Regions from separate parts of the Mus musculus genome. Here all the other regions are linked to region 1. A link is a contact called in public HiChIP or PLAC-seq and promoter capture Hi-C data. All regions are on one chromosome and are shown on one strand. Each heading gives the region's core, a stretch centred on a gene start, on an enhancer-like site or on the middle of the called end of the contact. The rest is flanking DNA. Distances are from core to core; before and after follow the strand shown. Region 1 holds the start of Zfp148 (zinc finger protein 148). Region 2 holds the start of Lrch3 (leucine-rich repeats and calponin homology (CH) domain containing 3). Region 3 holds the start of Itgb5 (integrin beta 5). Region 4 overlaps Heg1 (heart development protein with EGF-like domains 1). Region 5 has its middle 16 kb from the start of Heg1.

Region 1 (6,162 bases), core at 2,371-4,870:
ACATGCAAAAAAGTCTTGGGTTCAACGAGGCCTTTCAGTCCAGCACTCATTCCAGGCTGGCCTGATCTACATAATGAGTTCCAGGACAGCCAGGGCTACACAGAAAAACCCTGTTTTAAAAAAAAAAAAAAAAAAAAAAAAAAAAAAAAAAAAAAAAAAAAAAGGAGAGGGCTGGAGAGATGGCTCAGTGGTTAAGAGCACTGAGTGCTCTTCCAGAGGTCCTGAGTATAATTCCTAGCAACCACATGGTGGCTCACAACCATCTGTAATGAGATCTGACGCCCTCTTCTGCTGTGTCTGAAGACAGCTACAGTGTACTTATATACATAAGATAATTAAACATTAAAAAAAAAAAAAAAAAAAAAACTTGGTCCCCAGTTCAGTTCCCAGCACTGCAGAAACTAGTTGTGGAATTCACACCTGTAATGCCAGAAATCAAAGAGGCAAAGGTTCAGACAGTCAGGGTCATCTTTCCTACATACTTAAGGGGCCAGCCTGGGTGACAGAAACCTGTCTCAGAACACCAACACAAAAGCTCACTGGACACGGTGATGTGGGCCCGTGATCCCAGCACCTGGGAGGCAGAGGCAAGCGGATCTCTGTTGAGTTTGAGGCCAGCCTGGCCTACAAAGCCAGTCCCTCCTCAGACAGAGCTACACAGTGAGACCCTGTCTCAGAAAGGGGGGGGGGGGGCTTGCAGGGCACAGCAGGCAGCAGTCTATGAAAGCAAAACTGCAATGAACCCCTGTTTCATTGCTTTTCATTGTTAGTCCCTTCAGGACAGTTTTTTAAAATTACATATATTCATATTATTTGCATAAGAAACACAACATACTGTATTTGGCACTCAGTAGTAAAAGAAATGACAATACACAATACCAGTGCAGCAGAGGGAAACTGAGCCACGAACACCATGACAGTAAAAATGGGTGCATCATGTCAAGTAAGCCCTTTTTTAAAATGGCCAAAGAAGCAGCTAATAAGAGTGCGTCCTGCTCTTCCAAAGGACCCAAGTTCAGTTTCCAGCACCCACATCAGTCAGTTCAAAAATGCTTGTCATCCCAGCTCCCGAGGATCCAACATTCTCTTCTAACCTCCTTGGTTACCCTCACATCCATGGCATATGTTCACATAGACAAATACATATGCATAAATAAAAATAAGATCTTAGCTGGGCGTGGTGGCGCACACCTTTGCTCCCAGCACTTGGGAGGCAGAGGCAGGTGGATTTCTAAGTTCGAGGCCAGCCTGGTCTACAAAGTGAGTTCCAGGACAGCCAGGGCTATACAGAGAAACCCTGTCTTGAAAAACCAAAAAAAAAAAAAAAAAAATCTTTTTAAAAGTGAGCAAATCTAAATGCACTAACCGGAAAATTTCCAAGTTTTTTTAAAAATAAAAAAATCCAGTTATTTCTATAAGAAAAATTATAATGAAAGAAAAAGGAATGAATATACCTGAGTTTCCTTCCCCTCTCCCGAATGTTACCCCATCCTCCCCATTATTCTCTTTTCCTTCAACTGCCATGAAAAAGATCTGTCACATTTAACATACTCGTCTTCCCTTCAGTTGAAATGATACCACAACACATTATGTAATTTCTCTTAATAACAAAAGGTGACCACTATCCAAATAGAATTTAACACATTGTTCTAGCCGGGCTGTGCCTTTAAGGAGGCACAGGAAGGTGGATTTCTGAGTTCCGGGCCAGCCTGGTATACAACAGCAAGTTCCAGAACAGCCAGAACTACAGAGAAACCCTGTCTCAAAAAAAAAAAGCAAAACAAAACAAAAAGGACAAGACTCTGTTCTCACCCAGTGTTCCTTCTTGAAAAATGTGGTCTACTGTGCATTCAGGGAGTGCAGAACTTGGTTTCCTAACATAGGGACTGTCCCTCCTCATGAGACCTCGACTCATCCTGTCACTTCAGATTTCCTTAGGCATTACAACCACTCCTGACCTCCTTATAAGCTAAGATAACAGATATTCTAGATGCTCTGCCTACATTTTGCTTGCAGATGTTATTTTCTTTAATAACATCATGCCTCCGTGAAAGAGTACACCCGGAACTGTGAATGGAAAAGGATCTCCCGCCAACCCGAAGTATAGAACTAGACAAATGGAGCCTTCAAAGACCAGACTAGAATGCACCAACTCTTGACCCGGACAATTACAATCTATGTCCTGCAACCTAGGCTGAAATACGGCACCAGCTCTTCTGGTGGTACCATATAAGCTAGGCAGTGAAGAAGAACACCGCCAGGCCACGTTAATTCCTATTCCACCGTCTTCCAGGACGGTGTTCATCCACCCTCCGGTAACAGACAATACTCCAAATCTGCTAAAATTCTCAACTCCGTGGCCTCAAGAATGCCCAGAAGCCAGGCGGTTTCTCAAGGTCTCTTTCAAAGATTTTTCAGTTCACTAGTGCGGCACTAAAATGTCTCAAACCAATCTACAGGCTAAGTGACTAAATTCTCAATGACCCCCAACCAAGCGGGGACCCACACTTACCGGATGTCATCTACTGAAGAGCCCAAACAGGTTCCGAACTAGGCCACTCTGGCCCATCTGGAATAACTCTTTAGACCTTGGGCCAGCATTTGATAATTATGCTACATCTGTCTATTCTATTATGCATTCTCTGCTTCTTTTCCAATATTTAGCACTCCTCTGGCTTCAAACGCTCTTCCTTCTATCCGTAGAAACTACTCTAGCCTTCTTCCCCTTGCCTTGGAAACGCTTCGGTTCTTTCCATAATGAAACACCTAACGTATCTGCACAATGAACACCCTCAGAATCCTCAAGACTGCTCCACAGCCACCCCCGGCATTCCTCCACCTATCCGGCATCTTCCCCTCCGGCCCCTTTCTCCCCTTTCGCACTCCTACTCGGCTTCCTGCAAGCAATCCCCTTTTCACCAGCCCCTGCCCTTCCCTGCAGCCAACGAGCACACCGAGGCAGCAGCGGCGACCGAGGCCTGCGGTGCAGAAAGCACTGCACCAAGACGGCGGAGAACCCCAGGGTCTGGCCGGCCTCGTCGCCCACAGCCTGGCACCCCGAGGCCTCCCCGCGTGCATCCCACCTTCCTACCCGACACCGGCCGCAGGCCTCGGAGGCCGCCCGCTCTCTCGCCTCCGCCGCCCCCGTCATTCTCCGTTCTCCAAGCCCCGACCCACCATCCTCGCGTCCCCAGCCCCGCGCTCCCCGCGGCCTGCGCCCGCCGCCTCCCGGGCCGCCCCCCGGCCGGCCGGCCCGCCGCTCCTGCGGGTCACACCGTCGTCGCCGCGCTCCCCCCCCCCCGACCGCGCGCCGCCCCCTCCCCTCCCCCGCCCTCCCGGGCCCAGGCCTGCCAGGCCGAGCGTTTACCGCGGGGCTGGCGCCGAGGCGCGCGGTCACTGACTGCAGGCGGCGGCGGCTCCGACCTTCCCACGGGCCCGACGAGGAGGGCGAGGGGGAGGGGAGAGAACTTTTGCTGTGGCAGCTCCGGCGACAGCTCCCACCCCTGCGCCTTTCTCCTCTTCCTCCCCCTCCTCCTCCTCCTCCTCTTCCTCCTTCTCTTCCTCCTCCCAGAGCAGTCGAGAGGCAGACATGGCGCGGCTAGAGCGTCGCCGCGGTCGCCGCCGCTGCCGGCGCGGTGCATTATGGGAAGCATCGCACACAGGAAGCGCTCCGGGCCGCCGGCCCTCGCTTGGCGCGGAGACCTGGCTGCGAGACCAAGCGTGGCTTTGATTCTGGCGCCTGCGTGTCAGCAGCGCGGCGTGGCCGGGAAAGCTGGGCCCCGCTCTGGGGGTCCCCCTGATGGGCCTGAGAGGAAAACGCTTTGAAATTGATGGGAGCTGGGAAAGCCACTGAGAGGGACGTCCTCCCCTTGAGGCTGGGTGCGTGCCTGGCACCCCGAGAAGTGAAAAATGGGGATTAAATAGCGGCCCAGGCCCTGGGAAGTGGAAGGGGCGGGAACGTCGATGAAGGGTTTAGCCAGGATTTCTTGGATCTTTCTTTTATTCTCTTACCTAGCCTCTCCTCTTTTTCCGGAAGATGCTACCCTGCACCCTTGAAACTAGAAAACCTGGTTGGAGTCTGCAAACCGCGATGCAGGATGTGGGCACCGAGAAAAAGCAAGAGATCCCAGTCAGGACTTCGTTGGCCCAAACCACGGTCTGCATGTCAGCAAAGACTTGGTTATAATCTCTGCATACCTAAGATTGCTTAGTTGAGCCATCTTTTGGCAGCCCTTCGACGACCTTCACTAAATCCTGGTTTCTTAGGAGCGCCCTCATTTAACACCAAGGCCCTTTAGTTGCCTATACAAAGGGAGGGCTTACAGTTAATGACCTTTGTGCCCACACAGTAGTACAAGGTCAGCTAACTTAATGTGCCCAGTGAATGTCGATCGGGTTATTGGGAACTTCCTGAGAGATGGAGCACCTTCGTTAGGATTTCTGTTTCACAATCTCAAGGCTTTATTTTAGCACCTCTCTGCAATACTTAAACATAACCTTTGAGGTGAGAGGGAAAGGACATTAAAATATCTACATAACCATTTCTGGAATTCTCTCCTTGTCCACACCCACCTCCCCACCCCTTGAATGTTCATTTGAATAGGCTTTTTGGCCAAACTCCAAACTCCCGCATTATGCACTTGTGATGACACTGAATTAGATTACTGTCTGCAAGGTTAATATTCCCTCAGGCGTTAACCTTAGTAAACCGCGACGCCTTTTGAAGTAGCTGAGGCTCAGAAGTTCAGCTGAATTCAAACACAGTTAACTAAGAAAAGCAGGGATGAGCCCACAGCCTCACAATAAACTCTACTTGAACCTTCTCCACTAAAAAAATATAAATTTTAATAAGATGACAGTGCATATTCTGAATGCTAATTGTAACAAAACCGTGATACAAGCTAGAGCAAGGGACAGTTAGCTGGAGGACAGCCTTCTGGCAACTTCTAGCAACTGCAGTGACATCAAATTCAGATGTATTTTTAAAAAGGGAAGAGAAGAAAAAAAAAACCCTCTGGCAGCCAAGAAGCTAACTTTTAGGTTTAAGCTGTGGTAAAGCTAATAACTAGAAAGAGCTAAAAGCCTAGGGTCACACCCAGTGGACTAAGATGAATAGGGTTGCCACTAGGAATACATCTCTTTGTTTCTGAAGAGAATTAAGACAAGGAAGAAACAACCATCTAAAATGGGCAGAGTGGAGAAGACTACTGACCATGCCTTCAAAGTAAGAGTGATTGAAGGCTCTTGAAATTCTTGCTGGTCCATTTTTTTTATCCAGACTGCTGCTGCTTACCTTCCAATACCAGTCTTGGCCACGCAGCTTGCTTCCTTTCCATCTTAAATTTCTTCCACTCACCCACTTTAAAACAATGAGAGACAGCCATAAGGTAGTGACGTTAATCCCAGCACTCAGGAGGCAGAGGCAGGGGTATCACTTGAGTTAGAGTCCAGCCTGGTCTACAGAGCAAGTTCCAGGACAGCCAGGGCTTCACAGAGAAACCCTGTCTGAGATGGCTCAGCATTTCAAAGCACTTGCTGCTCTTTCAGAGGGCCCAAGTTTCCAGAGCACCTGCACACACATGGCAGATAATATGCACAAGCACACACCATGAATAAAAATAACTCTTTAAAACAAATGAAGGATCAGCAAGGGGGTTCAGCAGGTGACCGCACTTGCTTCACAAGATAGCAACCTGAGCTCAACTCACACTAAAAGTAGATGGAGAGAATCAATTCCACAAAGTTGTTCTCTTTTTTTTTTTTAAAGATTTATTTATTATTATGTCTAAGTTCACTGTAGCTGTCTTCAGATGCACCAGAAGAGGGCATCAGATTTCATTACAGATGGTTGTGAGCCACCATGTGGTTGCTGGGATTTGAACTCAGGACCTTCGGAAGAGCAGTAGGTTCTCTTAACCACTGAGCCATCTCTCCAGCCCCAAAGTTGTCCTCTTAACATCCACAGGGGCACCCCTAATGATAAATTTTTAAAATGACTGTACACTTATACGAAGTTACAAATACAGGGCAAAACAACTCCTTTATCTCTTCACCCAGCTTCTCCCAATGGTGTGATATAAAACTATGGAGAGCCATCAACAGCAGCAGATTGGCAGGAGCCTGTTACGTAGTGCCCACAAAACCGGGCAGTATCTGTGACCT
Region 2 (6,162 bases), core at 1,374-3,873, 470 kb after region 1:
TCATTACACACAGAGAAGCTGTTTGACAGAGTGGAGAGAGCTAGGTAAAAGTCTACCAGTAGTAGGAGTATCTTTGAGTTACTTTTCCTATGAAAGTGGGTTTAATCATATTTAATCCATATGTTATGTATATTTAACAAGGCAATATATCTTAAACATCTAAGGATGGAAAACAAATAGTGAACAGTCAATAAATGATGTCACTGGCATTAAATTGCCTTTTTAAAACTATTTTTGTTCTAATTACTAAGAGCTGTTGAAGTTAAAAATGAATCTGGCTTAACAGGTTAAAGAATACTTTGTGATCTTTTTAATCTCTCCTTTTCTAGTACACTTTTGACCAGATAAAGTGTCAAACAAGAACAACAACAACAAAACCTTTGATTTAATATAGTAACTAGAACATTAAAGTATGAGTAATAATATACATTAAAAAAAAAAAAAAAAAAAAAAGCTTGGGGCTGGAGAGATGGCTCAGCAGTTAAGAGCACTGACTGCTCTTCTAGGGGTCCTGAGTTCAATTTCCAGCAACCACATGGTGGCTCACAACCATCTGTAATGGGATCTGTAATGCCCTCTTCTGGTGTGTCTGAAGACAGCTACAAGGCACTCATATACATAAAATAAAACAAACAATAAGAAAACCTTTTCTTTAAATTAAATATTATTCTTAATAAATGTCTGGTTTTGTCAATAAAACGTTTTCTTTCTTGATGGCTCAAACTTTTGCTCCTAGAATTATTCAAGAACAGATGAGATAATAAGTTAGATAGACTCCTATAATCACCCTTTTCTTTACCTTCAGGCTTAGAGCAGCAATACTGAAATGACTCACCTCAATATGAAAACCGCCCTGCCAGACAGTCAGCCCTCCCGTGAGCAGAATCAAGAAGGCAGGGAGGGGTAGGAATGACAAGTTTACATGATGTCACCAATACACATAAAAAATTCAAGTAACTCTTCATGTTTACCTTAGCAAGTCTGACTTCAGTGCCAAGTGAAAAAAATTCAGATCATATTGAAAATAAAGGCTACCACTAATAAGCTTTAGTAAGCAGAGGAAAAGTTTCTTTGGAAATAATAGTTTCTAGGGATAATTTAATGTCTTTGTTTTATTTTTTAAAAAATAATATTTAGTGCAGTGGTGTGTGTGTGTGTGTGTGTATGTGTGCGCATGTGCGCGTGTGTGCGCAATGTAAGGCAGAAGACAAGTTGCAAGAGTCAGTTCTCTCCTTCCAGTATGTAGGTTCTTCGGATCAAACTTGGGTTGTCTGTCGGGTCTGGCAGCAGCATGTGCCTTTTTACCCACTGAGCAATCTTACCAGCTCTATTTATTTTTTCAACATTAGTGAAATATGTAATAATTACCAATCTTTGATGACTACACAAGCCTAAGAAAAAGTATTAACTCTCACATTTTAAAATCAAGCAGAATGAGGATGAAACAATGTATATGACATAAACACAAAACATTTAAACTACTTCTGAGGGGACCCCTCCCCTTATGTAAAACAAAAGGACTCAATTCTTAATCTACTCCCGGAGGAAGCTATATTTAAAACACAAGAGGAACACATTATATAGTATGTTGAATACCTCAGTTACCATACATTGTTTCCCACAACTAAGGAAACCAAATAATACTTAATCCCCATTCTCTTTCCTGTCTTAAACAATATAAGGCGCAGAAATGTTTTTAAAGGGAAAAGCAAATATAGATGTGGTAGACAATATCCTACTTCTTTTCATGTTTTCTTAGGCGGCGGTAAGAATGGAAGACGAAAGTCCTGAGCACCTAAAGATGGCCTATTTTTACAAGTACTTTTCGGTAAATCAGACGGAGGCGGAGAAATAAGCTGTTCCCAGTGTTAGAGTCCACATTACACACACATACTCGCACACACTAGGGAAAACGCCAGAGCGGACCTGGATCCTTTGACAATGCAGCACCCAGCGTCACCCATACTACGATGGAAGAACGTGCTTGCCACGCTCCAACTCTTAGCAAAGTCAATTCGGCATCCCAAATGCAAAGTGGTCTGCAGACACCGGGGCGAGGCAAAAAGTCTACGGGGCGGGCACTGATGCCGAGATTTCTGAGAGCGATTCAAGAAAGATCACCCGTCAACTGCCTCTCGCCGGCAGCGGAGATGCTGCTGCGCGCTGCCGCACCCCAGGCTCCGGGTCTGGCCAGGCCGGGAGGGTGCGCGGTACCGCCAGCGGTCCCCGTTACCCGGGGAGCCTCGGGCCGGTCGCCACACACCCCCTGCCCCCCACTCCACGGGTCCCGGGTAGCAGGGATGCCCGCGCCCCGCTCACCGGCCCGGGTGGTGTCCGTCAGGTCATGGTTGGCCGCTCCCCGGGGAAACTCCCTCAGTTTCCGGCCGCTCAGGCTCAGCACCCCGGTGACCGCCGCCTCTTCCAGGGCTCGGTCGACCGAGCGGCTCCAAGAGCCCGGGCCAGGACCAGGGCCCAACCCAGGGCTCGGCCCACAGGTCGCACCGGAGAGGTTTCCCCCGGACGCCACAGGGCCAGAGTACTCCGCAGCCGCTACCACAGCCACCAAGCCCGCGGCCGCCATTTCCCAGCCGACAACTCTCCGGCCCGGCTCTGCGCATGCGCCACGCGATCCGCTGGGTGGGCGGGGAAAGGGGCTCGCGGACCGGGGACAGCTCTCCCGGACGCGCTGGGCGCAACAAGCCGCCTGCCCCGCCCACAAGCAGGTTTTCCAGGGAAACCGAACCGACTTCGCAGAGCTGGAGCAGCCCGGTACCCTGGGCTCCCTAAAAGGCCACTACAAAAACCAAAACCCGTCCTTAACAGCGCTCCAACTCTCAGTGGTGGATTACATTAAACGGCAAAGATTCCTTAGCCCTGTTGCTGCCAGAAACTTGGGCACTTAGAGGGGACTCCCTGAGATAAGCCCAAAATTGTCTCTCAGCTTGTCACCATACCGCCAGATGATCTGAACTGGAATTTGTGGATATACTATTAGTTCTTGAACGGGAAAACAAACATACCGTGTGAGCAGATTCGGCTACAAAGTCCCTAATTCTTGTTGAAATTGTTATGTATTTTAGATTTGTTGTTGTTGTTTTGTTTGTTTGTTTTTTGTTTTTCGAGACAGGGTTTCTCTGTATAGCTCTGGCTGTCCTGGAACTCACTTTGTAGACCAGGCTGGCTTCGAACTCTTTTTATGAAAGAGCTCTTAATGAAACCAAACGTCTTAAATACTGTGGCTGTTTGCGCAGATTTTATCACTAGCTAGAGCAGAACGAATAATATTTACATCTAACATTGAAATCTGGCTATGTAATAAATGTTGGGATTAAATTTAGAACCGAAAGACCAAAACCGGAAACCATTCAAGTAATGAAAACTACCACTCACATTTAAATAAAACCCCACCCTCCCAGTCCTGCAGTCTCTTATTTTTCCAAATCTGTTTTAAATTCAAGCCATTCCTAATATGTGATGCAAATATCACTCACCAAATTTACTTTGCTGTACAGAATTCGAGGGCCTGTCAGATAAAGTCTCTTTTCTAAAGAATTAGCTAATTTTATTTTGGAACCCAAGGAGGCCAGTTACAATAAGAAAACAGCAATTGGGCTGAGTAGAGTGCACGGCAAAGCAGTCCCTCTAGAGCAAGAACGAGTGAGGTGGGTCGGGCAGTGGTGGCACACGCCTTTAATTCCAGCACATGGGAGGCAGAGGCAGGTGGATTTCTGAGTTCGAGGACAGCCTGGTCTACAGAGTGAGTTCCAGGACAGCCAGGGCTACACAGAGAAACCCTGTCTTGAAAACAAAACCCCACCCCACCCCCAAAAAAAAGAACGAGTGAGGTTTTTGAATAAAACCTGAAGTTACAAAATAGGATGACAGAGAGCAAAATTCCAAGTATGATTTTGATGCATGTGAGCACATTAAGACACAGATGAGAAAAATCTATCACAGAGCACAAAAGAAAATATGAGGTGTGAGAAGCTGCTCATCACTCAAAGCCCAACTTCAGGGAAGCCCCCAAAAAGCACTTTCCTGAGTTCAAGAAATTGTAAAAATGTTTCAGTAATAAAGTTGATTAGTAACAGTTGCTCCAAGACCTGCTCTATCAGCCCTTTTGTCTTGTTTTGTTTGAGATAAGAGTCCCAATGTTGCCCAAGCTGACTTTGACCTTCCAACCCCTGAGAACACAAAACAAGTAATAGTTGATGCCATGTCTGGCTCTCAGCAATTTGACATTCTAGTTTCTTTTGCAACAAGTCCCACAATAAATTATTAATGTCTACTAATGAGCCCCTTCATGGTAATGGGTAGTCTTTGTCAAGTAATGTATACCCAATATATGTATTTTCTGATCTTTCTGAACATTTCTAATTCTTTGAAAGATACTAAGCTAGCCAGGAGCATGTTGTAATCCTAGTACTTGAGAGGTTGAGGCAGGATGATACAGGCCAGCCTAGATACAAAGGGATACCTGTCTTTAAAAAAAAAAAAAAAAAAAAAAAAAAAAGATTAAGTTGGGCTGGCAAGATGGTCATGGGGGAAAAATCTTACCATACAAACTCAACAACCTAAGTTCAATCCACTGAGCCCGTGGTAAATGGGGAGAACTGACTACTCCCTACCCTCCGTGCCCACTCAAGACATTACACCCACAAGCACACTATATAATTTTACCTGAATTGCCAGATGTACCTTTTCAAAAGCACTAATGTCCTATTACTTTATATTTGCATCAATTCCCACAAGTTCTTAGCCATATGGCCTCTTTTCCTATTGACATGAACACTCCACTACAATCTCAGCATGGTATTCCTAGTCCTGAACTGTCCAGATGTGTAAACTGCAACTAGTCTGTTTGACTTGATTTGAAGCCATTAGTGAATTAAACTCGATGCTATACACACCTCTCATATCCCAGGGAGATATGGGAGGCCTGAGCATATGAACAAAAAGCAAGTGTGGGAATCAAGATAAGTAGATAGGTTATATATTAACAACAGAGAGAAAAGTAAGGGGGAAACTGGAGGTTTTCAGAACACGGGATGAAGTCTGTAGATATCTGAAGGCCAAAATAAGTTGATTAAGAGGTTTGTGGTGGGCTGGAGAGATGGTTCAGCGGTTAAGAGCACTAACTGCTCTTCCAGAGGTCCTGAGTTCAATTTCCAGCAACCACATGGCAGCTCACAGCCATCTGTAATAGAATCTGATTCCCTCTTCTGGTGTGCATGAAAACAGAGCACTCATGTACACTAAATAGTTTTTTAAAAGGGGGGAGCATGTGGATAGGGGTAGAAATGAAGATGCTACACATACTATTATGTGAGAAAATGCCTTTTAAAAATGGGGGGAGGACTGACTGGGAAGATGGCTCAGTGGGTAGAGTTCCTTGCTATATAAGCATGAAAACCTGAGTTCAAATCTCCAGCACTCAGCTAAGAAAGTCAGGTGTGGCCACATCTGTGCTGTAACTCTAAGGCTGTGGAGAGGGAACACAGGAGATCACTGAGGGCTGCTATCTGCCAGCCTGGCTCCAGGTTTTGAGAGAGACTCTTCAGAGAATGATGGAGCAGGACCCTTGGCATCTTCACCTGGCCTCTGAGCACACACAGGCATACACCATACACATATGAAAAGATGATTTTAAACTTATTTGAAGATGGGGAGTGTGCAGGAAACTAGAGCAAGTACAGGGAGCTAAGTCAGTCTCTGAGTGCTAGTGAGGTCCTGTCTCAACTAAGCAACTAATGAATGAAAGAATGAATGAAACTGGATATATGCCTGTGTTCCCAGCTACTCAAGGCAGGGCATTATTTGAGCAGAGGAATTTAAACCCTGTATCAGACAACAGTGAGCAATACAGTAAGATGTTATCCACATATATTATATATGTGTAAAACCATATGCATATACATACACTATATAAAATTAAATCTCTAGATAGGGCTAGATAAGTGGTTCAACAATTAAGAGCACTGGCTGTCCTGAGTTCAATTCCCAGCACTGGCAAGGTGGCCCACAACCATCTGTAATGAGATCTGATGCCTTCCTTTGTCATGCAGGTATTTACCCCTTCAGAGCACTCATACAATAAAATACATAAATGAAGTAGCAGTAAAATTCAATCTGAGCTGCCGTCGGCTCACTGGTTAGAACTTC
Region 3 (6,162 bases), core at 2,632-5,131, 450 kb before region 1:
CAGCACACACCCTCTGAAAGCCACCTCATCATTTAAGAACTGCGTAACTACCCCCACATTGCTGATAAAAAAACAAAAACAAAAACAAAAAACCCCACAAACCTCCCAGAATATTTCCATGACCGAGCTGAAAAAGAAAAAGTTGTTACTGGGGCAGGCAGGCACAAGGGGCGATTTGCCAAACTACTTAGATATTTTAATTCTTCGTTGCCTCAGTAGCTAAATAAGCATGGAGAACAAGCGGGGGAGGAATACTAATTAGGACTAATTAGACCCTGCCCTCTTCTGCCTCGTTCTCCTCCGTGAAAAGCCCCCACTGACTAAGGCGGGGGAAGTTAAAATGTAAATCCCAGAAGGTAAACAGTAGCCTATGAACCAAGGCCACCCTTTGCATTTCGGCGTCTGGACCTGGTTACCTAAAGGGAGCTGCAAACCCAGCCAAATTCCAGCAGCCCCAGCCCCAGCCCCACCCCCATCCCGCATCAGCCTACAGCCACGGTGGGCCAGGGACGGGGTGAGGAGGCCCGGGGCTGCCAATTCGAATTCTCTAAATCAACAAAGGGCTCTTGGTATTCGGAGCATACTAATTTGCGGGGCACTCACTAAAAGAACATTTGATTGCTTATAAAATAATAAGCGACAGCAGCAAACATGAGTCCAGCCATGCAGCTGGAGCGAGACCAGACTCCTCCCTCTGTTTTAGAACGGAAGTGGGTATGGGGAGGCCTCCCCAGCGCAGCCCTTCCCTGGTTTGAGGAGAGGAGCTTGTGTGTCAGGTTCTAGCCTGGAATAATTAAAGAGATGACGGCTGGTGGGGCTAAGGGTGGAGCAACACTACAATGGCTTATTTACAATAAGCCCCTCAAACTTAGGGCCTGTTCCTTGCTGGGTTCATTGACAAGTCTAGGAACCCCCATATGGGCACCATACTTCACACTACGATTTCTTTCCTAAGGTAACTTTTATTTTCCTTTCAAACTATGTTCCCGTTAGCAAGTGAGAAATGAACTGGAGAAGGGTCTTGTCATCTTTCAAGACCGAAAGAGGAGGGGGTGGAGGGGACAAGAGGAGAAGGAAAATGAAGGTAACTCAGCCACACTGGGAAGCTAAGTCAAATTACCCAAACGAGCCACTCCTTCTGATCTTGCAAAGCACCTAGCACCCTGAGAAGGAGGCGGCCTAGTCCGGAGGCTGGAAACAGGTTTATTCCATTTTACTGACTTTAGGGGCTGGCAGCAGCAGCAAGGGGTGGTAAAAGACAAGCCTGTGACCACAGCACAGTGGACAGAACTAACTCTGAAGACCCTGAAAGCAAACCACTCAGGCTCCAAAATAGGGTACAAAAGATGAAACAGCCCTGGGCCTAGGCTGGCCACTCCCACCCTGAGACAAGAGAAAACACTAAATGGCCCTCCTCGGGAATGAACAGTCTGTTCGGAGGCACCGGAACTTTCAAAAAGGAGAAATCACATGCAGATAAAAAAAAAAAAAAAAAACTAATGAGGGCCGGTCGTGGTGGCGCACGCCTTTAATCCCAGCACTCGGGAGGCAGAGGCAGGCAGATTTCTGAGTTCGAGACCAGCCTGGTCTACAAAGTGAGGTCCAGGACAGCCAGGGCTATATAGAGAAACCCTGTCTTGAAAAACAAAAACAAAAACCCTAATGATTCTAATAATATGAAGGACACCTGAGGGATGGGGCACTCCTTTAATGCCAAAGTGTGGGAGGGACAGGTAAAGGGATCTCTGGAAATTCAAGGCCAACTGGCCTACATAGTGAGTTACAGGCCAGATGGGGATATATTATTATTATTATTATTATTATTATTATTATTATTATTATTATTATACCCAGCCATAGAACCATTGACAGTAGCTGGGAGGGAAGTTTTCTCTAAGAGTGTAGCCCTTCCTAAGTAGAGAAGGCTCAAATCAAGGACCGCACCATTGTGCTTTTTTTTTTTAATATGGACAGAGTTGGGGTCATAGGGAAGGGAGATGGATCTGGGAAGAGTCAGGGGAGGGGACATAAGTAAGATAAAAACAGGTTTTTGGGAAACTCAACTAATAAGGATTAAAATTTTTGCAATGGGAAATGTTGGAGTTTTCATTCGAATCAGAGGGCTAATCGGAAAGAAACTAGAGCCATCCCAAAGTTGAATTTCGAAGACTGCTAACAGAAAAAAGAAAGAAAGAAAGAAAGAAAGAAAGAAAGAAAGAAAGAAAGAAACTAAGGTAAGGTTGCTGAGTGTTTATTCTGACAAAAATGTTAAAAACACCATCACACACACACAAGATAAAGTTTTAGTTTGGTTATAAAGAATATAACTTCAAACTAAAACTCTGTCCTAAAGAAGTGAGGTCAGTCGACAAGGATATATTCCAGAGGATGGTGATTCAAGCTACATCTCTTTGCGTTTCCCTGGGGACTCTTTGGAACACGAAAGATGTGGACACTGGTTGCCAGATTTGAGGGAGGGGTGGGTGGGACCCACTGATCTACTTATTTTCCCAGAAAAGCAGCCTTGCTACGCTATTAAGTTTGTACTGGGGCCTCAGCGACATTTTTTGGTTTCCTCAACTCCCTCCTTGCTCTCAGATGGAAACCTCAACCTCCTTCATGTAAATGAGACGGGTAGGGGTAACAGAGTTCTCCCCTCAAGCAGCCAGGCAACCACTGGGCTCAGAGAGGCAAACAAGTACCTCGGGCTTGAAAGTGAATAGCGCACTCTTAATCAATACACAATTACTTCCGACAGGAAGAGGAAAGTTCGGAAACTCCTCTTTGAGTGGGTAGGTTTGGAAGAGGTAGGAGCGTCAACTATCATTCTTCCTATAGGGATTTTTTTTTTTAAGACAGGGTCTCATTGTGTAGCATGCTAGGGTTAAAGGCGTGTGCCACCACTGTCCGGTCCCTAAACTTAATTGCCACTCCCAAGTCTGAAAACTGAACGCAGGTAGCTGGGGGCTCCCGCATCAGCGCCAGGGTGCATCCGGCTAAGGTAGCGCCAGCAGCCCCTCCGCAGTCCGGACACAGTGTTTGTGAATCACAGTACCGAACAGTATCAGATGGCGGTGTACCAGGTGGGGCAGCGACTTCGGACTTACAGAGAGTAATGACAACTTTCAATTTAGAGCAAACTTCGAAAGTTGCATTATCCACAGACCTCCGGGATGACTCGGTCGCCACACTTTGGCCCCCACATCACTCCCCGCGGGCCACAAGGGCCGCTTTGTGCAGGCGAGCGAAGAGCTAGGGCCCCAGCACCGGGCCCGGAGGCTTCCCCTCCCAAGTCCCCAGCGCCCTCGGGCTCCGCCACCAGACGCACACTGTTTACACAGGAAGGGAAGGCTCCTCCTCAGCCCGGGAGGGAACCCGCCAGCGCACGCAGATCTGATGCCCGCGCCTCGCCGACCCTTCTGGGAGCGCCCTGGGGTGCACTGCACCCTCGGCTCCCGCAAGCGGCCGCGGGCGAGCAAAAGTTGAGGAGCGCGCGGCGGGGCGGCGCGGCTTACCTGCGAGGCGCGGAACGAGCGCGCAGAGCCCGAGCAGACAGGCGTAGAGGGTCGCGGGCACCCGCGGCATGATGCGCGCCGCTCGGCTGGGGCGCTCGGCGGGGGCGGAGCGGGGCCGAGGCCGGGGACCGCAGCCGCATGCCGGGCGCTGCGCTCCGGCTCACGGCGCCCGCGGCCGGGCTGGTCCGCGCCCGGCCGCCACCATCCTCCTCGCTGGCCCGCTGGGACGCTCGGAGTTGTCGCTGCTCCGGACGCACCCTCGCCGAGTCCCCCGCGCGTCTACTCTCGGAGACCCTTCCCTTTTTCCTCGGCCGCCAGCCCCCACTCTTCTCTGCTTTCTCCTCCCCCCTCTCCTGCGGGCCGCCACTCGGTCAGTTTACGGCTAGGCGGGACGGGGCGGGGCGAGCTCGGGCCGGACCAGCTCCGCCCTGCACCGGGACCCGCCAGCACGCCTAGATCCTGGGTTGCCCAGGTGGCTGTCACAGCTGACCCACTTGTGGGGATCGGGTGTTCGAAACTTCTAGTTAGGGTCTCCCTCCCCGGTCTTGGAGTTGGGAGGGGGCGGGGCGCGCTCCATTAGGCCTGCAGAGATTACTTGGGCCAAAGCAATCTCAGTTTTGACTTCAGGATCGTGGGGCAGTTACGGCTTGGATCTGTCAGGCCATTTCGTCATGCCACAAGCGCATGCCAGGCCAGGCCTCGCCCGAGAATATTCAATCCAGACGCCACGCTTGGGATGGGCAGGGGAGGACACGTGGAACGTGGAAGTTCAGGTGAAGCGGAGGGCACCCTGGTGAGCAGGCACTGTGATAAGTGCTAACATCCCTCCCGTTGTTTAGGTGAGCAAACTGAGCCACCAAGGGTTAATATACTGGAGGAAGCGACTGCTAGCTTTTTCCCTGAAATCCAGATTTAAGTAAGGCAGCCTAACCTTTGCCTATTAAGAACCAGCTGGAGCTGGGCATGGTGGCACACGACTTTACACGGCACTTGGGAGGCAGGGGCAGTCAGATTTCTGAGTTTGAGGCCAGCCTGGTCTACAGAGTGAGTTCCAGGACAGCCAGGGCTACACAGAGAAACCCTGCCTCGAAAAAACCAAAAGAAAAAATAAATAAATAAAAGAAGAAGAAAAAGAAGGAGGAGGAGGAAGAGGAAGAGGAAGAAGAAGAAGAAGAAGCAGCAGAAGCAGCAGCAGCAGCAGCTAGAAGGTCAGGACTTGGCGGTGTAGGTGCAAAAACCTACCTAAGGCGTTTGAATCTTAAAAACTTTGTTGTGTCCACCTTTCAAACTCTTAACTGGGTGGCACTGACAGGAGCCAGTTTGTAGTGTGTGCATAGGGAAAAGTGAACCAATCCAGAGCAAACTTCAAAGTTCATCCTTGGACCATATGCAAATTCGTACTCTGTCCTACATTGCTTTGTTATGACTTAAAAGTCATATTTGGCCGGGTGTGGTGGTGCACGCCTTTAATCCCAGCACTCAGGAGGCAGAGGCAGGCAGATTTCTGAGTTCGAGGCCGGCCTGGTCTACAGAGTGAGTTCCAGGACAGCTAGGGCTACACAGAGAAACCCTGTCTCGAAAAAAAATCATGTTTGCTGCTAACCATTATCCAGTAGAATTCATGCTGCATGCCAAGCGTGGTGGCGCACTCGGGAGGTAAAGGCAGGCAGATTTCTGAGTTCGAGGCCAGCCTGGTCTACAAAGTGAGTTCTAGGACAGTCAGGGCTATCTATACAGAGAAACCCTGCCTCAAAAAACCAAAAGAAAAAAAAAAAAAAAAAAGAATTCATGCTGCAGAAACAGCCCAGGTAGATCTTGGAATTACCTGGCCCTTAGGGCAATAGCCTTGGGGCTATGCTTATCCCAGCTTAGAGGTGGCTACTACATTATGGGAGCTGATCAAAGAGTTTGAACTGGAGTGTTGCTTGGTCTGGCAGGAAAGTGTAGGATGAGCTAGAAGGTGAAATACTGCTTTAAGTACAATGGTGGCTTTCCTATGCCATGCATTCTTTGAGTTCAGGGCCCATAGTATCCCATCTTCTCTGCACTCAAAATGAGCACTTTGTAGCGGCTGAAATATCCTACTTTGTCCCACATCTGGCACGGACCACCATTTATCTAAATTGCACCTGGAAAGTGCTGTGATCCAACTTGCCCTAATTCTTACCAGACCCCTTCTGTCTTATCTGGTGGTTCTCTGGGTCCCCAGCCTGCCCAGACCTGCTGTAAGCAGTCCTGAGCAATCTAAGCTGCATTAAAGCTGGTTTGTTGATGCCTTTTCTAATTCAGAATTTCTGCTTTGTGGTTTGTGTCCCCCTCCCAAGAGTCCTTCATCTAAGTGCTCACAGATAAAAAGTGTCAGTTACACGTGATGATCTATTTGATCTTAAAATGAAACGGACCTGGGTACGAGGGCACACCTTTAATCCCAGCGCTAGGGAGCAGATCTATAAATTTGAGGCTAGGGGGTATACATAATGAATTCCAAGACAACCAGAGCTATGCAGAGAGAACCTGTCTCAAAATCAGGAGAAAACAAAACAAAGGAATGGAATTCTGACACTTACTACAAAATTAAAAACACCCTGTGTGACATGAAATAGACCCAAGGGAACAAATATTATATAATTCTCTCCCTCTGTCTCTC
Region 4 (6,162 bases), core at 943-3,442, 330 kb before region 1:
GGCACAGAGGTGGTGGGTAGCCAGGACTTGACAATTAGGAGTGTGTGTTGCTCCTTCAGAGGACCTGCGTTTGGTTTGCAGCACTCACACTGGGCGGCTCACAACTGCCTGTGGCTCTGGCTCCAGATATCCCAACATTCTCTTCTGGCCTCTGAGGGCACCTTCATTCATGTGTAAAACCTGCACACAAACGGGGGTGGGGGGTGCACATCGTGCACACACGTGTGCGCACACACACACGCGCATACACACAATTACAAATAAAACCTTAAAGATAAAACCCATTGTGATACAATATGAACTAACCAGTACCCCCAGAGCTCATATCTCTAGCTGCATATGTAGCAGAAGATGGCCTAGTCGGAAGAGAGGCCCCTTGGTATTGCAAACTTTATATGCCCCAGTACAGGGGAATGCCAGGGCCAAGAAGAGGGAGTGGGTGGGTAGGGGAGCAGGGCGGAGGGAGGGTATAGAGAACTTTCGGGATAGATTTGAAAATATCTAATAAATAAATAAATAATGACTAAAACAGTAAAAAAACAAAAACAAAAACATTGTGATGACTATATTGGATTCAGCTTGGAAAAACCCCAACCTGCCATTTTGGTAGTATTAGCAAAGAAATGGCCACAGAGATACAGAGTCACAGAGGAAAGCAACTCCATTCCCCTGGCCTCAGGACTGTGCAGCCCACGGTCACCCACGTCATCACTGTAACAAGCCACCCTGGTTGGGCACGAGGCACATGTTGTAACCTTGGGAGGTTGAGGCAGGAAGATCAGGAGCTGGAAGTCAGTTTGGTCTACACAGCAAGTTCCAGGCCCACCTCAACTACAGCGTAAGACCCTGCCCCCAACAAAACAAAACAGCGGTCCTCAAGTAAGCAGTGGCAAAGCCCCAGGCCTTGTGCTATTTGCCCGATTGACAATTCTCATTTAATCCTCACGGTAAAGCAACACAATGTGTGTGAACACTTCTGCAAAGCAGTGCCTCTAGAAAAAAAGGCAATGCTTGAGCCAGGCAGTGGTGGCACACGCCTTTAGTCCTAGCACTTGGGAGGCAGAAGCAGGAGGATCTCTGTGAGTTCAAGGTCAGCCTGGTCTACACAGAGAAACCCTGTCTTGAGAAAGGGGTTGAAGGATGCTTGCTTAGCTTGTCCACAGGCACTGCCTAGGATCCTACACGGGCACCTGCGGCACTAACTAAGAACCCACAGGCTGGCGTTAGGAAAATGAGAAACCTTCAGACTTTGAGCCTCAGCAAAAGCAAAAATAAATAGAAAATTAAAAAGAAGGAAGGAAGGAAGGATGAATGAATCTGGCAAGATGACTCAGCAGTAAAGGCCCTTGCTACCAACCTTGACAGGAGTTCGGTCCTGTGTGCCATGGGTGGCAGGAGAAGAACTGAGTTCTTCAGTTTTTCTTTGGCTCCCATACACTGTGGCAAATGCACTCCCCTCCGCTAATAAACATTTTAAAATAAAATTTAAAAAAATTGGAATGCCATCTCCCACTGGGACAAGGCCTGAGCTAAGTTCCTAGTGTTTGTAACAGGCCACAGAGGGAACGACTGCTCACCTGGTGTGAGCACGCGTCACTTTCTGTCACACTGCTCAACCTTGACGGCTATCCAGAACCTCTCAGAAGTAAAGCAGAGGCAGCGGGTATTACAACAAGGCAGACTACATCCAAAGTCCTTCACGTCGTTTCTGTCCTCTCCCTTCACAAAAGTGACATCACCACAAAGCCATTTACCTGGACTGCAACAGCTCAACTGCCCACAGGAAAGACTCCCATAAGTCAAGACCCATTATTCCGCCCCAGCTCTTAGCGAGTCTACAAAATGTCACCTTCAAAGGACATTAGCACGACTCTCACAAAACCAGCAATTGAAAGTAGTTTCTATTATGATCTTCAGCAATCCCTTACATAAATAAATATTCCTCTTGGAAGAACTGCCCGCCCACTGCCTATGGGCTAAACGGTATGCTGACTGTCCGACAACAATCCCACGCTCCACCCAGCTTCCCTTTGTGCCCCCATTTCCAGGAAGCTCACACTAAATTTAGTGCGGAATTGTAGTCACTCTCACACAATTCAACATACACATTTGTGCCTTCAGAACAGAGCTTCCTCCCCGCCCTCCTCACCGGGGCGGGGCCACTTGTTGCTTTGTTTATAGCCCCGCCCCCACACCAGGACCAACAGTCAAAGAGACCACGGAAAGTCTAGAGAGGCAGCGAGGCAGGAGAGGGTGGAGAGCAACGCCCCCTGGCTCATCGTCCTGGGCGTGCTTAGGTGCTGTAAGATAGATTCTGTTCAGAAACAGATTAACTCCTGGCTACCCAGGATGTGGAAGGTGCTGTACTGATCAGTCTGTTCTGCTCTGTGTTCTGTTGCCGTAATAAAATACTGACCAAGAGCAACTCGGGAAATAAAGAACGTTTATCTTATTTTATTGTAAAGTTCTAGGTAAAAGCTTATCATTGAAGTAGACCCATGGAGGGGGCGCTACTTACTGGCTTGCTCAACCTGATTTCTTTTCCTTTTTTCTTTTAAAGATGAATTTATTTATTTTACGTATATAAGTACATTGTAGCCGTCTTCAGACACAAAGGAAGAGGGCATCGGATCCCCTTACAGATGGTTGTGAGCCACCATGTGGCTGCTGGGAATTGAACCCAGAACCTCTGGAAGAGCAGTCAGTGTTTTTTAACCACTGAGATAACTCTCTAGCCCCTCAGCCTGCTTTCTTACAGAACCAGGACCCACACAAACAAAACAAATCAGAACAAAAACCACACACACAAACACACCCACACACAAACACACAGATTTGCCCCACAGGACAATCAGATGGAGATATTTTCTCAATTGAGGGATCCTCTTCCCAGTTTGTGTCAAGTTGGCAAAAACACACTCAGCTCCACACACCGTGCTCCTAGGTGGCAGTAAAGGAGGCCCAGACGACACAGACTGAGTATGTATGGATCATCAAATGCTGCCACCTTTCAGATCAAAAGAACCTCCCACCATGCCCTTGGTTTATCGTCCGTAGGCACATCTCCTGAGGGACATTATAGACCTGACTGGTTTAAGCGTTGGGCTTTTCTCTAGGTCACACTGCTAGAAAAATCACGAACTCTTCCCCTGAACAAGGACCCCATTGCTTGTCCTCATTCACTGAGCAGGCTGGTACGGCAGGTTGACTCCAAGTCTGCTGTGGCGGGTCCTGCTGGTCCTCCTTAGGCCTACATCCCCAAAGCTCCCGTGTCAGTCACGGACTCAGAAAGGGTTAGTAGAATCTCATGAAGTCCATTCAGTAGGAGAGGTTTATCGAGCTTTCTGGGTAGGCTAGAAGGTGCCAGGCTAACTTTAAACACAGGGCAGAGGCTTGTTTCCACAGAGGTTTGTTTCCTCATTGGCCTCAGGCGCTCTCTGGGGTATGCTCTCTGACTAAAGTCCTCTGTAGTGAACATTTTAGAGGGCAGTCTGACATCACCTACAGCAGAATACCCAGGTCACCAAGGAAGACAAATTCTTAGTAAGACTCAAGGACAATGAAAGTCAGCAAAACTGCAAACATTAAACATGGAAGGTTCTAGAACAGCAGTTCTCAACCTGTGGGTCTCAACCCCTTTGGTGGTCAAACAATCCTTTTACAGGGGACACCTAAGACCATCAGAAAACCAGACATTTACATTACAATTCATAGCAGTAGAAAGATTACAGTTATGAAGTACAATGAAATAATTTTATGGTTGGGAATCACCACAACATGAAGAACTGTATTAAAGGGTTGCAGCAGTAGGAAGGTTGAGAACCACTGCCTTAGAAGGACAACTACCCAATGAATGAGGGTCAGAGGCAGGCTGAGTGGCTCACATCTCTAATCTCAGCACTTGAGAGATAAGCAGTTGAGTTCAAGGCCAGTCTAGTCTACACAGTGAGTTCCTGGACAGTCAGGACTATACAGTAAGATCCTGTCTTTTTTTTTTTTTTTAAAGGAAGAATGTGAAGATCTGTTGCCTTTTTGTTTAAAACATACTGAAGAAGAGAGTCCAGTCCAGTAAAGTTAGAAACATGGATTCGTTTCAAATACACCACAGTACTAGGTGTAATGTGTATGATTAACATTAATTGACCCTGACCAGAATCACAGTAGAGATTTCTGGGAAACACAAAGCTGGTTATAAATCATCAAGCCACAGAGCCCAAGGCTGCACAGTATCATAGCTTTTGTCTAATTCAACCAACACTCAGGAATAATCGTTTTTTGAAAAGTTTATTTATTTTTATTCATGCAGATGTGTGTGTTTGTGTGAATGTACCTGTGAATGTCTAGAAGAAAACACTGGCCCTTTAGACCTCAAGTTACAGACACTGTGACTTCAGTGTCACCCGATATGGGTGCTGGGAACGAAACTCCAGTCCTCTCGAAGAGCAGGAAGGACTCAACCTGTGAGCATCTCTCCAGGCTGCTTACGAATAATCTTAAAACCAATCTCCTACAAACATGAAGCATGAGTTCCACCCACACCTCATCAGCAGGGACGTGCACACTAAGCCTAGACAAGAAGACTGGTCCTTTAATTGGTGTTCCAGAGGAGATCTCTGGGCCCAGTCTTTGCTTTGATGACAAACACAAACTCCCAGTTTTGCAAAGTACTTAAAAAACAAAACAAAACTGTGCTGTCATGGTTGAGGGAGCAGAATATAAGCCCCCACCTCAGGCTGAGGAGCTCTTGATAGTTGATGCTGGCTAGGGTCGGAAGACTTGGTTCTTTCAGGAGATGTGGTCCCTGGTTGACCATGCTTCAATGGATGGCCTCACTCATGGATTTATGGGCAGCAAGGATTGGATCCGGAGGGAGGGAGGGAGGGAGGGAGGGAATCTGGAGGAGTTGGACAGTGATTATGGAGAGGGCCGAGCATGATTGAAATTCTCAAAGAATAAATAGAAAGCTATATTTATTCTTAAAACTAAAAACAAACAAACAAACAAACAGACAAACAAAAAAAACCCCGACTTGAAAAGATTTTGAAGGGCAAATCCTGTCACTCTGTCTGGCCTCTCATAGCCCAAGGCTAAAACCACAACCTGAACTGCATGGTGAGGGGCAGCTTACAGCATCTTTTTGGCTCTGCCCCCTGGGGGATCTGTGAGCACATGTGAGCACTCCCTTTGCCCCCCCCCCCCCCAATTCTTAACTACTGAACACTGTTCTAGAAATGTCCTTAAGACGGCTACAGTCTCTGGGCAGGTCCTGGTGACCTGGTCTGACAAGTGACATAGTGGCTCAGAAGAAACAAGAGTGGCTTAGAGTAGCTTAGCTGGGGCTGGTGCGTCGGAAGTGGCATGGCAGAATGGGACAAGACAGTTCTCTACAACCACAGGGCTAACAAAAGCCACACAAACACCTGTACTGTGTGAGCTTTTGAATCAAAGCCGGGAAAACAGGCACGCACCTATTTTCTCGGCCATCAAAGAAACTGCTTTTGCAAAAATAAACAAGACTCAAAAGTGCTAATCAGACGGTGCAACGGTGTCTGGCTCACCTTTCATTCAAGCCCCCTGGCATACAGCCTCTCTTATTAGCGCACACCGCAGTCACACGTAATCTTTGTTGTGTGTGTGTGTGTGTGTAGAGAGAGAGGGAGAAAAGGAAAAGGGGGAGACAGGAGGCGGGGACACAGCAGCCACCAGACCAGCTGATATTTTCCTCCATATTTTAAGTGAGAAGCTCAATACTGAGATAAGCTGCACTTACTGTACTTCCAACCCAAAGCACTTGGCACTGAAGGGGTGGCTTTTAAAGCATCCTTATTTGCTTATTGTTGCCCCCTAGCCTGACACAGCACTTAGCCACCTGGCTATACACAGCCACTTGGGGGTTATTTTGAGATCGGAGGGTTCAGCTGGGGACAGGAGTACTCACACGATGGGTGGTCTGAGGGAGGAGGGTGACTCTGACTCCAGGAGAATGGTGGCCCGGAGTGTTCCTGGCCGGATGAATTTCTCTTCTGGGAGAGCACAGTTGGCTCCCCAGGTTCCAGAGCAGGGTGGGAGGCTTGGCGGGACACCCAGGTGCCAGCCACTTGCGTGTGCACAGTCCCTTCTTCTGGGAGCTCCCTCGTCCTCTCCAGGAAGCCTAGGGATGTC
Region 5 (6,162 bases), core at 2,641-5,140, 290 kb before region 1:
CACCAGATCCAGGACATAGAGAGATGCCACCAAACTCAATGTTGTGAGACAGGCGACTTTTCTAGGAACACAGTCAGCTGGGGAAGACCCTGGGGAGGGTCTTCCTTGATATTTGTTCTTTTACCTAGATATGACCTTCTCCTAAGAATACCTCACTAAGTGTTAGGGGGCTTAGGCCTTCCATGCCTTAGCTGATGAGCTGGCAACTATTTCTGCTGGTAAGTATCCCTAAAGGAGCCCTAGTATGTTTCCAAGATACTGAAGTTCTGGGAAGCTTTAGTGAGAGTTTTCTTTTGTTCCCCTGCTTCTGGGAGAGTGAACAGCACAGAGAACCTGCAGTGCATGAGAGACCACACCAAGCCTCTTGTCTCAGGCACCTACATGAACCCCCAAGGATCCAAGAGGCTAGGAGGTAACGATTAAGGCAGGTCAGGAGCGGGATGCTTGCTCTGGAATGCCACGGTGGTTCAGAGGAAGGAGAAAGAAAAGTTCTCAAGGCTCCAGGCAGAGCAGAGAGAAGGCTGAGAGAGGGCGTAGGGGAGAGAAGGAGATCTGACAGGCTGAGGAAGGGCAGAGCTCCGTAGTTCTCCCTGCTCTGGTTTGGACATGCCCCAAATCTGCTGTTGGCTAAAGAAGGTGTCCTGCTAGGTCTGTGGCTTACAAAGTGCCACATGGCCTCCTGAAGCAGCAGGGCTCCTCTTGGCTCAGGAATTTTAGGCTAGCTAGGGCCAAGAAGCATTGCACTTCTTGTGAGGTTTTTAATTCTCCCTGTGCTGCCCACAGCAACTGACACAGAATTAGCAGGGGTGGATCCTAACACTGCTATCCACTCCTCCATCTTTATCGTCTCAAAAAAAATTGTTTATATAAAAGTCTCATTTCATTTAGTACTTGGAACTCCATGCACTAGCTGGTAGGAATTTCCATTCTCATTTCACAGAGACAGAAGTGAAAAAAAAAAAGCATGTTCAAGGTCACAAAGCTAGTAAATATACTAGTGGGGTAATATAAAATTCACATTAGTAAACTCACTTAAGAGAAAGAGGTAGACCAGTAAACCCACCTAAAAGACAGTGGTAGACTAGCTGGTGGACTGAACTGAGCCTGCTTTCTCTGACTACTGTCTCATTTGTTTCTGTTCACATTGTTCCTTGGTTCAGAGGCTTTTTGTATCTTCTTTTCTGTTTTAAGATTTATGCATTTTTATTATTATTTGTGTGTGAGAGAGGCTTTACCTGTTTTTTGTTTGTTTTTTTTTTAATGTGGGTATAGGGGACTTGAACTCAGGTGCTCATGCCTATGTACAGCATGTCCTCTTACACACTAATCCACCATCTTGGCCTCCCTTTCTACACCTTCTAACCAACATGGTTTCAGATTCACTTCAGAATCTGGGACCCTGCCTCTCTTGTCTCCTCAATACTCCTGAGGCCTTCGTGCAGCAAGTGGCTTAATCATACACTCGCCATTTCCCAAGTGAAGCTTTTTTTCTCCCCTGCAACTGAGCCCATTGGGTGTGGCAGACAGAGGATGCCCCTCAAAGATGGCTACAGGCTCATCCCTGGGACTGACATAGTGAAGGGACCTGGGCAAATGTGATTACAGATTCTGAGGTGGGAAGATTATCCTTGGTTACTAGGTGGGCCCCGTGTAAATCACAAGGGTCCCTAAAAGCAGAAGAGGGAGGCAAGAAAGGCAGAAAAAGAGTGTAATGGAGAAGCAGAGGCTGGAGAGAGTGTGTTTGCTGATGGCTGGGGTAAAGGTGGAAGGCACAACATCATGGAATAAAGACAGCTCCTTGAGTCCAAAGGAATCAAACCAGTCAACTCTCCTAGTCTCTAGGGCAGTGGTTTTCAACTTTCCTAATGCTGGACCCTTTAATAGAGTTTAATACAGTTCCTCATGTTGTGGTGACTCCAACCACAAAATGATTTCACTGTTACTTCATAACTGTGATTTTGCTACTGCTATGAATCATAATTTAAATAATTTTGGTGATAGATGGTTGCCAAATGGGTTATGATCCACAGGTTGAGAACTACTGTTCTAGAGTGACCAGGGCTCTGCCTCCACCATCGTCTTATTTCATCAGAAGACCCATGTTGAGCTTCTGATGTCTACAACTGTAAGAGAACCTTGGCTGTTTCAAGCCACTGAATGTGTTGCAGCAGCAATAGAAAGCCGGGCTGGGAGTGTAGCTCAGTGGGAAGCATGCTTGCCTATCATACATGAAGCCAGGGGCTCAATCCCACCACCTAGACTAGGCATGGTAGAATATGTCACCTGGTACCTGGGGGATGGAGGTAGGAGGTTTGGAAGTTCAAGGTCATCTTCAGCTACATAATGAGATAATGAGTGTGAGGCCAGTCTGGGCTACATGAGATCCTGTCTCAAAAATGAATGAATGAATGAATGAATGAATGAACAAATAATCTTCCCAACTCACTTGTACAAGCTATTGCTTCAGTTGATACACAGCAGACAATAGGACCCTGAGGACCTCAAATAACTGGCCCTTGCCTCTTTAGAGGTCTAGGCTAGCTTTTTGGCTTCCTCTTAGATATCTTGTCTTAGCAATAGATAACTCGCCACCAGGCCACCCTCTACTTCCTGCACTGTGACATGGCAAGAGGAAAGAGCTATACCCTCATCTAAAGCTAGGTTTCCCCTGAACCTGGATCATTCATGGGTTTAATGTTTTAAGACAGGAGCCTATCTGATTAGTCAGAAGTTGGGCCGTGTTCATGAGTGGGCAGAACCCCCATTTGAAAGGTAAGAAATGTGAAGTTGCCGCCTCTCTTTTTCATATGATACTGCTGACAAGGCAGGCTGGGCCTTGGTTCTAGTTCCTTATTGAAGGAACTTTGGGGTTATAGCTTCTTAGACTAGAGAGGGAAAAAAATGTTAGACACTGGAGCCTTGACTCAAACTGCTGATACCAGTGGCATTTATCCACCACTGTTGTTGACAGAAGTTTTGTGCCCTTTCAGAGAACTAATATATAAACTGAGGCTGGAGAGATGGCTCAGCGGATACGAGAGCCATACCACTCTTGTAAGGACCTGAGTTCAAGTCCCAGCACCTATATCATGCAGCTCATGGTTGATACTTTGATATCTCTGTCCTCCTTGAATACATGCAGACACTTATATGCAAATAAATAATAATATTGAATATGTAAACTGGCACCCTTTATCCTATCTTTATTTGGTGGGGGGTTGTGAGTTCCTCTGGATAGCCCTGGCTGACCCAGGACTATCTGTGTAGACCAGGCTTCCCTTGAACTCAAGAATACTTCTGCCTCTGACTCTGAGCGCTTCAATTAAAGGTGTGCACTACCACTGCCTGGTTGTGCCCCATCTTTAAACACTGAGTCAGAAATCTGAAGAGACTCCTTGAATCCTGAACCTTAGACTCAATACCAACTTAAATTATTTATGTATGATGCATCTGGCTATGTAAATTAGAGGGCAGATGAGCACGATTTTCAGAGATACCTGAGAAAATGACCTCTGTTCAGTGAGGCCTGCTTGCCCTCACTTTCATCTATCTTGCTGTTCATCCATCCTGTTGCTGAGGCATTCCTTCACTGGTATTAGAACCTATTTCTTTGAGACTCCAATGAAGACAAAAAAGCAGCTTAGATGTCCAGGCTCGTGGATGAAACAACTATGTGATTCTTGGCCCTTTTATCAGGAGATAGTTAATGCTGGACTAGCCGGACCACAGCCTGTAAGGTACTAATGAAATATCATTTCTATACTTCTGTTCTCCAGAACCAAGAAAAAAAATATATTTCTGTTGTTTTAAAGGCATCTAGTCTGTGGTTAAGACTTATGTATTTCATCAGTACTGTTCCTCCAGGGAATCCTGACTAATACATGCCTAACCCTTGTCTGAATGAGCCAAGCATGCTTACTCATCGTAGTGACCTGCAGTATGCGGGTTTTATATAACACTGGCTAATGTGCCACCTCAGGTTCCATGTGTACCACCTGTGCATAGTCAGGCTACTCGTTGCATCTCAGCTGTGATGACCCCTTCCAGGTGGACTCCAGTTAGGCTGACTCCATGCAGAACTACTAGGCACTCCCATGCATGCACATTACAAGTGAGGTGGAGGTGGCTAATGTCCTCCTAGGCTCCCCCTTTAGTTTGGGGAACCAGGAACCAGGAGATAACTCTTGACTCCTCCCCCCTCTGGAAGAGGGTCTTGAGAGAGGTGTTCTGCAGTCTCTTCACGAGGAGGCACGTGCTCCTGTGTAGCTTCAAATCCTTCCTCCTTGCCTTGGTCCTCTTGCTCGCTCTCTTTCCTGCCTCCCCTTACTGAAGTGGTAGCTTGTGAACATCAACCTGTTTAGCATCTGCCCCCCCCCCCCCAACACTGAGCTGCTCATTTTGTTTGGAATCCCTGACACTGAGTACAGTTTCTGATTTTTGTCATGAGCCAGTCCTCTCTTATTCTTCTCTGTAAGATGAATCATACTGGACAATGCTCTTCTTGAATCTTCTGTGCATTATTTTTGGCCTTGGTATCATCCTACTTAAGCTCTGTGGCTAGCCCGGCTCACTACCTCCTTCAAAGAGGTTGCTCTTTTAGCCTGGTGTGCAGCATTCAAAACAGCAAAAGCAGATGCAGTCAAAGTCTTCTCTGCGTTGTGCAAAAAGGCGAGAACCACTGCTCTGGATTATCTTGGGCTTCTGTATTATCGCATGCCTCAGAAAACAGAGTAGAAGATGGACTTCACATGTTCCCAGAAGGCAGCTGTAGCCTGCAGTGTTGGCTTTGAACTGCAGAGATGTGGTCACAAATCCAGGTGGCTGGCAGCAACCAAAGCTAGAGGAGGCACAAAACAAACTCCCCCAAAGATTGTGGATTCTTGGATTCAGCTTTGATGCTTGACCTTCGTTTTTGACTCAGTAAGACGGATTCGAGACTTCTGTACTCCAGAGCTATGAAAAAAATATATTTCTGCTGTTTTAAAGACATCTGATCTGTGTGATTAATTACAGAAGCCATAGGAAAATTTTTGAATGCAGGTTCCTCTTTAAAAGGGGCTTCTGATCTGGAGGTTGAGGACAGAGGGCTAGTTTAAGGCTAGCTTGGTCTATATAGTGAGTTCCAGGCTAGCCTGAACCACACTGAAACCCTGCCAACAGGGCTGGAGAGATGGCTCAGCAGTTAAGAGCACTGACTGCTCTTCCGAAGGTCCTGAGTTCAAATCCCAGCAACCACATGGTGGCTCACAACTATCCATAATGAGATCTGATGCCCTCTTCTGGTGTGTCTGAAGGCAGCTACAGTGTACTTACATATAATAATAAATAAATCTCTGGCTGGAGTGAGCAGGGCTGGAGTGAGCAGGGCTGGAGTGAGAAGAGGTCCTGAATCAAAATTCCCAGCAACCACATGATGGCTCACAACCATCAGTATAGCTACAGTGTACTCATATACATTACATAAATAAATAAATAAATAAATCCTTAAGGAAAGAAAAGAAAAGAAACTCTGTCAACAAAAGCAAACCAAAAGAGGTCCTCAGGGATCGTCACCCTGAGCCCTTCATGAATAGTTGGCTTTATTTCACCATCTTCCTACTTCAACCTGTTAGTAAGCCATGACCAGCTCAGTCTGTCTTCTTCTGCTTTATTTTATTTTATTTTATTTTATTTTATTTTATTTTATTTTATGTGTGTTGATGTTTTGCCTATATGTATGGCTATATATTACATTCTCTGGTGCCTATAGAGGCCAGTAGAGAATCTCTGATCCTGTAGAAATGGAGTTACAGTCAGTTGTAGGATACCACATAGGTACTGAGAATTGAACCTGGGTATTCTGGAAGAGAAAGAAGTGTTCCTGACCACTGAGCTATCTCTCCAAACTGTGTCCTTTAAAAAATATTTACAAAATTTTATGTGCGTGTGTGTGTGTGTGTGTGTGTGTGTGTGTGTATACGTGTGCGCGCCTGAATGAGGCTATGTGCACTATATGCATGCAAATGTCCATGGAGGATAAAGGGTATTGGATCCTCTGGAACTAGAGTTCCAGGGGGTTGTGAACCGTCTGATGTGAGCGTTGGAAACTGAACCTGGGTCCTCCGCAAGAGTAGTGAGTGTTCTTAACCACTAAGCTACTTCTCCAGCCCCTCAGACTGTGTT

The links. Promoter capture Hi-C pulls out the DNA fragments that hold promoters and counts their contacts. HiChIP or PLAC-seq counts read pairs in DNA pulled down with a chosen protein or histone mark.
Region 2: a promoter capture Hi-C map of erythroid cells shows a contact between it and region 1, with 6 times the contacts expected there. The contact joins the promoter of Lrch3 here to the promoter of Zfp148 in region 1. A contact is called at or near these places in 1 of 39 promoter capture datasets (erythroid cells) and 2 of 9 other capture datasets (liver and pancreatic islet).
Region 3: an H3K4me3 HiChIP or PLAC-seq map of neural tube shows a contact between it and region 1, with 5 times the contacts expected there. The contact joins the promoter of Itgb5 here to the promoter of Zfp148 in region 1. A contact is called at or near these places in 6 of 39 promoter capture datasets (3T3-L1-derived adipocytes, the HPC-7 cell line, HPC-7-derived erythroid cells and 3 more), 1 of 484 Hi-C or Micro-C datasets (embryonic stem cells), 5 of 115 datasets of contacts at active chromatin or transcription factors (astrocytes, embryonic forebrain, embryonic stem cells and 2 more) and 2 of 9 other capture datasets (adipose tissue and liver).
Region 4: a contact with region 1 is called in an H3K4me3 HiChIP or PLAC-seq map of pro-B cells, with 6 times the contacts expected there. The contact joins the enhancer-like site here to the promoter of Zfp148 in region 1. A contact is called at or near these places in 9 of 39 promoter capture datasets (the 3T3-L1 cell line, the HPC-7 cell line, embryonic stem cells and 5 more), 1 of 484 Hi-C or Micro-C datasets (nephron progenitors), 17 of 115 datasets of contacts at active chromatin or transcription factors (T-cell acute lymphoblastic leukemia, cardiomyocytes, craniofacial prominence and 10 more) and 1 of 9 other capture datasets (adipose tissue).
Region 5: a contact with region 1 is called in an H3K27ac HiChIP or PLAC-seq map of the NIH/3T3 cell line, with 8 times the contacts expected there. The contact joins the enhancer-like site here to the promoter of Zfp148 in region 1. A contact is called at or near these places in 1 of 39 promoter capture datasets (the 3T3-L1 cell line), 2 of 484 Hi-C or Micro-C datasets (CD4 T cells and liver), 7 of 115 datasets of contacts at active chromatin or transcription factors (the NIH/3T3 cell line, embryonic basal ganglia, embryonic forebrain and 4 more) and 1 of 9 other capture datasets (adipose tissue).

The regions. Positions count from the first base shown.
Region 1 is chr16:33,378,233-33,384,394 of GRCm38.p6, reverse strand. It overlaps Zfp148 (zinc finger protein 148), which reads right to left and starts at 3,620. Exons shown (of 9, transcript NM_011749.4): 1 at 3,368-3,620. 1700007L15Rik (RIKEN cDNA 1700007L15 gene) reads left to right here and starts at 3,659. Exons shown (of 2, transcript NR_045709.1): 1 at 3,659-3,879; 2 at 4,016-4,541.
Region 2 is chr16:32,910,561-32,916,722 of GRCm38.p6, reverse strand. Lrch3 (leucine-rich repeats and calponin homology (CH) domain containing 3) reads right to left here and starts at 2,623. Exons shown (of 21, transcript NM_001081255.1): 1 at 2,320-2,623. The coding sequence starts at 2,581.
Region 3 is chr16:33,827,384-33,833,545 of GRCm38.p6, reverse strand. Itgb5 (integrin beta 5) reads right to left here and starts at 3,881. Exons shown (of 15, transcript NM_001145884.1): 1 at 3,516-3,881. The coding sequence starts at 3,585.
Region 4 is chr16:33,710,476-33,716,637 of GRCm38.p6, reverse strand. Heg1 (heart development protein with EGF-like domains 1) reads right to left here. Exons shown (of 15, transcript NM_175256.5): 2 at 5,939-6,162. Among named protein-coding and RNA genes, the nearest start is that of Heg1, 29 kb to the right of the region's middle. Within about 2 kb of position 2,192, at least 131 of the 459 cell types and tissues checked have an H3K27ac peak or open chromatin away from gene starts, as enhancers often do. A contact at or near this core is called in T-cell acute lymphoblastic leukemia, cardiomyocytes, craniofacial prominence and 3 more, where this site is marked.
Region 5 is chr16:33,665,064-33,671,225 of GRCm38.p6, reverse strand. No RefSeq gene overlaps it. Among named protein-coding and RNA genes, the nearest start is that of Heg1, 16 kb to the left of the region's middle. Within about 2 kb of position 3,890, at least 35 of the 459 cell types and tissues checked have an H3K27ac peak or open chromatin away from gene starts, as enhancers often do. A contact at or near this core is called in the NIH/3T3 cell line and pancreatic cancer cells, where this site is marked.